Regions from separate parts of the Mus musculus genome. Here region 1 is linked to region 2. The links are chromatin contacts, called in public HiChIP or PLAC-seq maps. All regions are on one chromosome and are shown on one strand. The core of a region is the stretch at or near the end of the contact, and the rest is flanking DNA. Distances in the headings are between cores, read along the strand shown. Region 1 has its middle 29 kb from the start of Gm33309. Region 2 has its middle 23 kb from the start of Gm33162.

The links. HiChIP or PLAC-seq counts read pairs in DNA pulled down with a chosen protein or histone mark.
Region 1: an H3K4me3 HiChIP or PLAC-seq map of stem cell-derived neural progenitor cells shows a contact between it and region 2, with 23 read pairs. The contact joins two enhancer-like sites. A contact is called at or near these places in 1 of 484 Hi-C or Micro-C datasets (nephron progenitors), 3 of 115 datasets of contacts at active chromatin or transcription factors (bone marrow-derived dendritic cells, embryonic stem cells and stem cell-derived neural progenitor cells) and 1 of 9 other capture datasets (embryonic stem cells).

What each region holds. Positions count from the first base shown.
Region 1 is chr3:101,763,749-101,768,559 of GRCm38.p6, reverse strand. No RefSeq gene overlaps it. Among named protein-coding and RNA genes, the nearest start is that of Gm33309, 29 kb to the right of the region's middle. Within about 2 kb of position 1,834, at least 14 of the 459 cell types and tissues checked have an H3K27ac peak or open chromatin away from gene starts, as enhancers often do. A contact at or near this core is called in stem cell-derived neural progenitor cells, where this site is marked.
Region 2 is chr3:101,557,909-101,562,662 of GRCm38.p6, reverse strand. No RefSeq gene overlaps it. Among named protein-coding and RNA genes, the nearest start is that of Gm33162, 23 kb to the right of the region's middle. Within about 2 kb of position 2,207, at least 34 of the 459 cell types and tissues checked have an H3K27ac peak or open chromatin away from gene starts, as enhancers often do. A contact at or near this core is called in stem cell-derived neural progenitor cells, where this site is marked.

The DNA of each region.
Region 1 (4,811 bases), core at 585-3,084, 210 kb before region 2:
TCTCATCCCTCTCTCCCCCCCCCTCTCTGCCCTGCTTTTAAGTAGATTCTCTTTCCTGGGTTGTTCTCATAAGAGTTGGACATATACCGTCTCTGACTCATTCTGTCAAATCTTTCTCTGATTTGTCACTTTGTCTGTCCTTCAATTAGACATTCTTATCCAACATAGCTGCTTCCTTCTACAAACGAATATCACCTACATTGTTAGGAATTAAAGGTGTGCACTAAGGGTGTGTTTGCATTCCATCCAGGGCAGCCATGTTACTGGATTAAAATTCTTCTACAGATCTTGGCATTTCAAGCAGAAAAGTAGATTAAAGGCCCCAAATGATTATAAAGGTATTAGAAGGGTGAGAGTGAGGAAAGCTGGGGGTGATGGTGCTCACTTTTAGGGTCCCCCTACACTGTGCTCTTTCCTACAACTATGCCATCCATAGCTGTGGGATGGGGGTACAGGTTGCTTTCCCCTCCTTCTGTTTCCAGAAGAAGAAACAGATTCATCTCATTAGTGGATATCAATGATGTCCAGAAGTGTGAAGGTAATGGACTATGTAGTCCTTTACCTCCAAAGTCCTAGCCCTTGGGTTAAGAGGCTGGGACAATAAGAACAAAACCTGATTGCAAAATAGGACTGGAAAGATGGCTCAGCAGTTAAGAGTGCTATTGTTCTTTCAGAGGACCCAGGTTTGGCTCCCTGCACTTATGTTTAGGTGGCTTACCACCCACTCTAACTCCAGTTCTAAGGGTCTCGTGCCCTCTGGCCTCCAGGAGCACCTTCATACACATAGTACACATAAACTCATACAGGCACACAAATGTATGCATAATGAATATTTATTTAATTAAGAAACTAAATGAATAAACCTCTTTTTAAGAGAAAAGAAAAACAACCAGTGAAAAGTTATGTTTAGTATAATTTTTCCTCTAATTTCCTAGTATTATCCTTTGGCATGGATTGGCGTTTTATGTGTTGGTGCCAGGTATTGGACCAAGGGACCTGTGCATGCTAGACAAGTACTCTGTCACTGGACACATCCCCATACCTCGCCCTTGTTTCTTAAGCTTGTGGCACTGACACCCTTTAAAATAAGGGCTGACAGGCCAATCCCCATTGCCTCCACCATATCAAATCAATACAGAAATCATTTATGCTGCAATCTGGATCGCCATGTATCGCTGACCGTGGCACTGGAGGTGGGGGTTGGGAAGACTTTTATTCATAACTATTTATATGGACCCAGAGAGCTATAGAGTTTGAAGTGTCTTTAGAGACTCAATTCTTGTGTGGACACCACACACACACACACACACACACACACACACACACACACACACACACGGCTAAGAATTCCCCCATGATATTTTAACCCTGAAAAAAATTGGTTATGGAATTCATCTAGCAAATTCTTCAGGGCAGGAAAACCTACAGCCAATCATAGCACAGCGCTGGGTGCACACAGTGAGCACTTAAGCACTGCTCTAACCCTGGACATGAGGAGCAGCAAGGAAAACTTTTATCATCTTTGTGCTGGTTCGGCATCCTCTCCTGACTTGTTTACATTCACCTCTATGTGAAACTGGGAATCTGAGAGCCTTCCCAGCTTCCCTTTCACTTGACTATTGGCTAGCCTGACCAATATGAGGAGCACAGAAGCCTCTAGGAGTTTCTGTGGCAGGTCAGAAGGGTCCCTGTCTTCCCTGCTTTCCTCCTTTTCTTGCCAGGAGGGGGTCAATGTTGGCTGTACCAGTGTTGTTGACCTTTTCTTAAAGGCTAGGAGCTGTTGGCCCTCAATCCTGCTGAGTTGCCAGACATCGCCAGCACCATCCGCCTCCTGCCTTCTGGTGATTGCCAGACAGACAGACTCCTCTTTGTTTGGGCACTGAATGCCTCTGACTGCTCTTAATTGCCTTTCTAATGTTTGTTTTATTCTAACTGCAGGAGTTTTCTGAGGTCATTGCCCGGATCAAGAAAGACAAGTCTATGTCCATCAAATACAGCAACTGTGGACACCAGTGGGGAATATTTCTAAGTTTAGTTTGGTAACGCTTTCTTGTCACTAAGCCTATCTGCAATTCAATGAATACAAGCATTTAATAATACAGAAGGCCAGTGCTTGCTACGGGCTCCTGCCACCTCACAGGCCACTGTACTTGGTGAGTTGGTTTTGTTGCACAGAACTGAGAAAATACTCTGTCTCACATAGGAAGGGCTGCAGCTGGGTTTGTTCAGGCTGCAGTTTCTGTCTGAGACTTTGGAAGGTGAGCATCGATAACCACAGTACCTGCATGCTGCCTTCTCTCTGCAACTGTATGCAGGGTGCTGAGGCAAGACGATCCTTGTGAGTTCCAGGCAAGAGTGAGGTGCACAGTGAACCTCTGTCTTAGAAAACAAACGCATAAACAAAAACAAAGGGGTCTGGGAAAATGACTCAGCGGCTCAGAGCATTGGCTCCTCTTCTAGAGGACCTGAGTTCTGTTGCCAGCACCATGGCGCAGCTCACAACTGTGTGTAACTCCATTTGCAGAAGCTCCAATGCCTTCTTCTGGTACTCATGTGCACAAATCCACACAGAGACACATATACATAATTTAAAACTAAAACAAACAAACAAACCTCAAATGCGCAAGATCATATTCTTATTTTTTAGCTGGAGTGTATCTAGCTTGAAGGTTATAAGTCATCAAAGAGGTTCTTCAACACAGCAAAGGTTCACTCCTCAGAGTCTGGATCCTAGAGAATTCAAATCCCAGGATGCTGGCTTGCCAGAGGAGGACCTTTATCTTGCTATTCTCATCCATAAAATGGGTCCATAAACTGTACTCACTGTGCAAGATTGTTAGGTGAGTGAAATCGGTCAGTACAGACAGGGGTCCAGGATGCTGCTGGCCACGTGATAACTACTGCTAGCTGCCATGACATGAGAGATGTCTCTGGTCCCCCATGGCTGCTCTCTGATACTTACTCAAAAATTTAAAATCAACAAAATTATTTCCCTGAAATTGAATTTATATTTTATACTGAATTCTTTGATGTCAAGGTGGTCTGGATGAAAATGGCCCCTAGAGACTCATTGGGATTGGTGTTATTAAAGGTATGGTCTTGTTGGAGTAGATGTGGTCTTGTTGGAAGAATTGTCTCATTGTAGTTGGACTTTGAGGTTTCAAAAGTTCAAACCAGGCCTAGTGGTTCACTCTTCTTACTGCCTTCCAATCCATATGTAGAACTCTCAGCTACATCTCCAACACCATGTCTGCCTGAATGCCACCATGCTCCCTGCTGCAATGATAACAGACAAACCCTCTGAACTGTAAGTCAATTAAATGGTCTTTTTTATAAGAGTTGCCATGGTCATGGTATCTCTTCACAGCAATAGAACCCTGATCAAGACAGTGACCATTGACATAGAATTAACCCAGATATGTCACTCTGCCGAGGTGAACTTACCTAATCTCCAAAATGAAGAATGAGGTGCCCAGATCTTAGAAGGCACAAAACCACCCCCAGTGTAGCATTTTATAAGACTGGCCTGCTTGTTGTTTCTGAAACCTGATGACTGTATTTTCACCATACAAAATATGGAACAAAAGCAAACTTTATCTGGATTTTTTTTTATCTCATAGTACCTGTGCATCCTATAATTAATTCATGTGCATGATTTTATATAAATAAGCATGGAAGGACTTCATTAAAAAAAATAATAAAGATGGCCGTGGGGCACATGCTTTTAATCCTAGCACTTGGGAGGCAGCGCTATATGGATCTCTGTGAGTCTGAAAGGAATAGAAAATATAGTAAGGCTCCATCTCCAAAATTAATGAATTAGTTAATTAATTAAGAAAAGACCAGGTCAGAAGATCAACAGACATTTACAAAACAGCTTCAACAAGAACTATACACATATAAGCATGGAAAAATGAACATTTGGCTTACCATGGTCTTTAATGTGTACATACTGGGCATATAAAATGCTTAACTGTGGTATTTTGTCCGATGTTATTTTTGAGACATGATCTTTTGATGGATCTCAGGTTGGCATTGAATTCACAAACTTCCTGTCTCAATTCCCCACGTCATGCTTGCAAGCTTCCTCTATGATGCCCTGACAAATTATTTTTGAAGCATTTAGATTATGGTGCAAACTAAATTTAAATCAAATATTTATAGGTTTGTGAAGTAACCTTGTATAATTACATAAGTCTATCGATCCAAGTTTAAAATTTATCTAAGTAAATATCCCTCAAATCCCTTCTAATACTGTAGTTTGGGGTTAGATGAGCTAAGCTGTGAAAGCAGCTATATGCCTTCTGTCTTGGCCATTCACCCAGTCAGAGTGGTTCTTTGATCTGTGCTAAGTGGGCTCATCTCAAGAATAGGAAAACTGGAGTTGGAGAGATGGCTAAGAAGTTAAGGGTACTGGCTGCTCTTCCAGAGTACCTGGGTTCAATTCCCAGCAACCACATGGTGACTCAGAACCATCTGTAACTCTCACATGATGCTCTCTTCTGACCTCTGGGAGCAACAGTGGCCCTCTTGGTGCACATGTATATGTGTAGGCAAAACATTTGTATAAATAATTAAACTAAAACAAAAACAAAAACAAAACCCAGTAAAGCCATTTTCCTTTAAGGTGGTTTGTAGAAGGTGATCCTATGACATGGGGCTAATTAATATACTTTTGCAAACTACTTTCAACTTACTAAAAATGTTAAAAGCATTAATAAAATCTGTCATGTCTGGTGTGGTAGCATAGATCTTTAATCCTAGCCCTTGGGAGGGTAGCCAAGTGAATCACTGTGAATTCAAGGCCAGCC
Region 2 (4,754 bases), core at 958-3,457:
AGAGATGTGTCCCACGGCTGGCCCTGATCTTGGCTTTGGGGGCCGTTATATAATTCTTAGGAAGACCTAGAAATGCAAACATATGGTGCCCTCAATTTCCAGCACTGAGGAAGTGCTTGATAGATATTTTTAGCTGGCATTGAGAGACGGCTTCTACACATAAATACATGGGTGCACATGTGTATGTTCACATGTGCACACACACACATACACACTCGAACACATGCACAAGCACTCGCACAAATGCACACACCTGGGCATATGGCCACATTTATTCTGCAGTGTTTCACCTCTTAAAGTTAAATACAACATCTGGAGCCACAGAAAGGGGAAAACATAGACAAGAATCAGTGTGTTCTTTAGGCTGGGCCGCTTGTGGGGCAGGACACAGGCGTGGGTACTATATCTCTGCAGGGCCAGGCCTTCTTGTGCTCCCAGCTTTGGCTTGGAGGGTTTGGGTAGTGTGCGACTTGTCCTTGAATTCGCTTACCAAAGCCAGTCAAACATAGTTCTGTGCACACAACTCAAACATAGTTCTGTGCACACAACGGCATCTGTTTCATACATATAATGAATGAAGGGTTGGGGAGGGCTAGAGATGACTCAGTAGGTAAAGGCACTTGCTGGATAAGCTTGATAATCTGGGACAAAGCCAGATAAGGTGGTGCACACCTGTAGTCCTAGCAGCTTTACAGTGGGATAGGGGTACAGAGGCAGGAGACTGTCTAGCTAGCTTGGAGCACATAGCATAGAAGAAATACCAAAGAGAAACTCTGCTGTAAGAGAGAAGAAAAGAACTGATTCCAGTAAGCTGGCCTCTGATGTCCTTGTACATCCCACAGCACAAGCATGGGCAAAGGAACACCCCGACCCCATAAACAGATAATATTCTTAAAGAACAGAGTTCCCCTTTGTTCTAGGGGGGAATGGAGAAATGAAAAGCCTAGGAAAAAGCTTGACTCAGGAAGAATGGGTGGATGTGGAATATGTGTTCCCCAGAAGTTTGATTAGAGACCCTGGAAATGAAGACTCCGAAAGCATTTTACTGAAAGAAGAAACTACACCATTTACAGAGGAGCACCGCTGTTGGGAACCCACTGTCCAGATCGAACCAGGCTCCCACTCGGCCTCCCTGCTTACTCCCTGTGACCGACAGCAACCTTCTCTTCTCTTCTGTATCTTTCCTTCCCAATATGTAAAGTGGACAGAACCCTGAGGGTTAAATAAGGATTAAGTGAGATTACAGGGCAGGCACCATGGCTACCACACAAAGGGCTTTCTGCGTGTGGCTGGCTGGTACTATGGTGCCCTTTAAACGCAATGCAAACACTCTTCCTCTGCACAGCAGAATAGATGCGTCAGTGTTTCCTTCTCTTACTCTAAAGTCCTGTTTGCTGGAGAATGGAGCAACTGACCTAAGCAGGCCCAAAAGTCAGCTGTTTACAGGAAGCTAACTCAGAACTCCCCCCCTTTTACCTAGAGGCTACAGGGCTCCCTTGGCTAGCAGGGCTGGCTTGCAGAGACTGAACTGTGGGCTTGTACTAGGCTTCTTTTGCATTGTCTGAGCAGTGCTTAGACTTGTGTGTGCAGTTTCCTGGGTATAGCAACTTAGGAGTGCACAAGCGCAAACAACAGACAGAGCAGAGGGTAGGAGTGCCCAAGAGGCCCTGGCACAGTTCCTACTGCGTTTGCTGGATGCCTGGCTCGGTTGGCTCCTTTCTGCTCCCTGCTTATGGTGTAGGCCTTCTGTTTCCTTACATTCATAATAAGCAGCTGCGAAAAATCCTTGTCAACTGCAGGGCAACCTACGTATTATTGTGGGAAAGGTGGAATGGATGCCATTGCCCAAGTCCTGGATAAATGCTCAATTCTGTATGTTTATTTCTCTCTTCGTATTTACAGCGCATCTGTTAATTCCACTTTACAAACAGTGAGGCCCACAAGTAAGCTGCTGATGCCCAGTCACCAAGAGCAGAGAAGGGAGAGAAAATGATGTAGTTTAACCCCAGCTACCATAGTAATGCATCCCTGTACTAATTCTCTCTCTCTCTCTCTCTCTCTCTCTCTCTCTCACACACACACACACACACACACACACACACACACACCATTTCCAGCTTTCCTTTCCTTCCAGTTCTGTCTATTGAGCCCAAGGGGATGATGCTCTGAAGGGTGTTTTGCATGGACAGTACAGACAGTGCCTTCTCTGTACACACTTCTGCATGTCCATGACATCAACCCTACAGCAAATACTCACTTGCTGCTCTCTGGCTCCTTTGTCTAATAAACAACATGAAAAGGTCACAACTCAGAAGAAGCTAGTTCATGACTGGTTTCTTTCATGTCTCCTCCCATCCCTGATGTTCACAAGCCCTGCCACACTGGGACTTCTATATTTAGGATTGACAGACACAGTGATGACATCCAAAGATGCCTGTGTTCTAATAGACCCCATGAATATGAGGGTTACATAGCTATGGGGATTAAGGTATTAAAGTTGATAATCAGATGATCCTCAAATGGGAAGGTTATATTGGCTATTGTATTGGTTAGTTTTGTGTCAACTTGACACAGCTGGAGTTATCACAGAGAAAGGACCTTCAGTTGAGGAAATGCCTCCATGAGATCCAACTGTAAGGCATTTTCTCAATTAGTGATCAAGGGGGAAAGGCCCCTTGTGGGTGGGACCATCTTTGGGCTGGTAGTCTTGGGTTCTATAAGAGAGCAGGCTGAGCAAGCCAGAGGAGGCAAGCTAGTAAGGAACATCCCCACGGCCTCTGCATCAGCTCCTGCTTCCTGACCTGCTTGAGTTCCAGACCTGACTTCCTTTGGTGATGAACAGCAGCATGGAAGTGTAAGCCGAATAAACCCTTTCCTCCCCAACTTGCTTCTTGGTCATGATGTTTGTGCATGAATAGAGACCCTGACTAAGACAGCTATAAAGACATCAAGGTCACTGTGAGGATCCTTAGAGGGAAGGAGAGAGGCAAAGAGAGTCAGAGAGAGACATGACTGTGGAGGGTCATGGAGAAGCAACACTCTGCCCTGACAGTGGAGAAAGAGACTGTACACAGAAAAAACATAAGGCCTTCCAACACTGGAGAAGACAGGAAATCTAATTTTTTTCCATTAAAAAAAAAAAACAAAAACCAAAAAACATAAAAGCAAAAAACAAGCCTGCCAGCACCTGCACTTTAGCCCAGTGAGAGATATGGCGAAGTTCTAGCCTACAAAGCTATAAACTGATGTGTTTGTATTGTTTTAAGTCAGTAAATTTGTGATCATTTTTTACAGCCACCATGAGAAACTCATAGGCAGCCAAAGTCCCCTGTCATTCAATCCTTTCTCCCCACCAAAATGTGTATCATTTTACCAAGGGAGCCACTGCAGCATTGCCTGAAGAAGACTCCCTTCAAAACTCAAATACAGTTCATGATTCTGAGATGCACAGTGTGTCATGCTGAAAACGTCCTTAACATCAAGCCCTAACAAACCCTCTGCACTCTTGCAATCCTGCATCTTCACTCGGTCCTCTCTAAGGCATGTAGACTCCTGCAATTATGTACGTCTTACACTTGAAGACATATGGAATGTGACTTGAAAGGATCAGAAGTAAGTTAACTCATCAGCAACCTTGGAGACTGCAGCAGAGCTCAGATACCACATGGGATAGAACACTTCAAAGGAGAACTTAGTTCAAAGAGGCGATAGTGGGGAAAGGACAGATGCCCTAGAGGTTAAGAGCATTGGCTGCTCTTGTAGAAGACCCTGACTCAGTTCTTAGCACCCACATGGTAACTCACAACTGTCTGTAATTTCTGTTCCAGAAGATATGACATCCTCTTCTGGCCTCTGGGGCACTGCATGCTACACATGGTGTAAGACATATAGGCAGGCAAAATACCATACACATAAACTAAAAATAAATAAATCATCATCCAATTCTTTTTAAAAAGTGAAAGAGGGGAGAGAGCAAGAGAGGTTTGCAGATAGGAGAAGAGACAAGAGAGAATAAGGGAGAGAAGGTAGGAGGAAGAGAGAGGAATGGAGGAAACAAGAGGGAGGGGACAGTGACAGTGAGAGGGAAAGACAGCCAATAGCAAGCCTGAGAGAAGGTCAGGACACGGGAGGATTGTAATAGGGCCTTACAAAGTCTACATTCTGGCATAAAAATTGAATTAAGATCTTCATTTGTTTTCTTAAGCAAACAAGAATCCAAGAAACTTCACAGAATATGTCCTGCAATGGCCGTCTTCATTGCAGAGTAAGTCATTAATCAGGTAAACATAAATAGAATACATAGTTTCAAGTATAAACAGAGCTTCAGTTTACAGAATGGATACACTTATCATCTCTGCATGCCAGCTAAGGATCAGATGGCAGCTAAGGAGAGACATAAAGTAACAAGAAACGAACAGAGCAGGAGTCGAGTCTCTCCTTCTACCATGTAGGGCCTGGAGATTGAACTCAGGTCAAAAGGCTTGGCAGCAAGCACCTTTACCCACTGAACAGCATCCTATCAGCCCCAACGGAAGATAAACACTCAGAAGATAGTTAACAATCCTGGGATGACACTGAAGATCTAATAGATGAAGCTATTTCTTTATAATACAGGAAAGATTTCACTAACCCATAAATAAGGCAGGAATTCTTCATTCAATTTTATTTGAGAACTGGCAGACAAACAGACAGTGCAGTCTAAGGACTTCTTATTTCATCTTCCCTTCTACAAAAATTAGCTATCACCTGGTGTC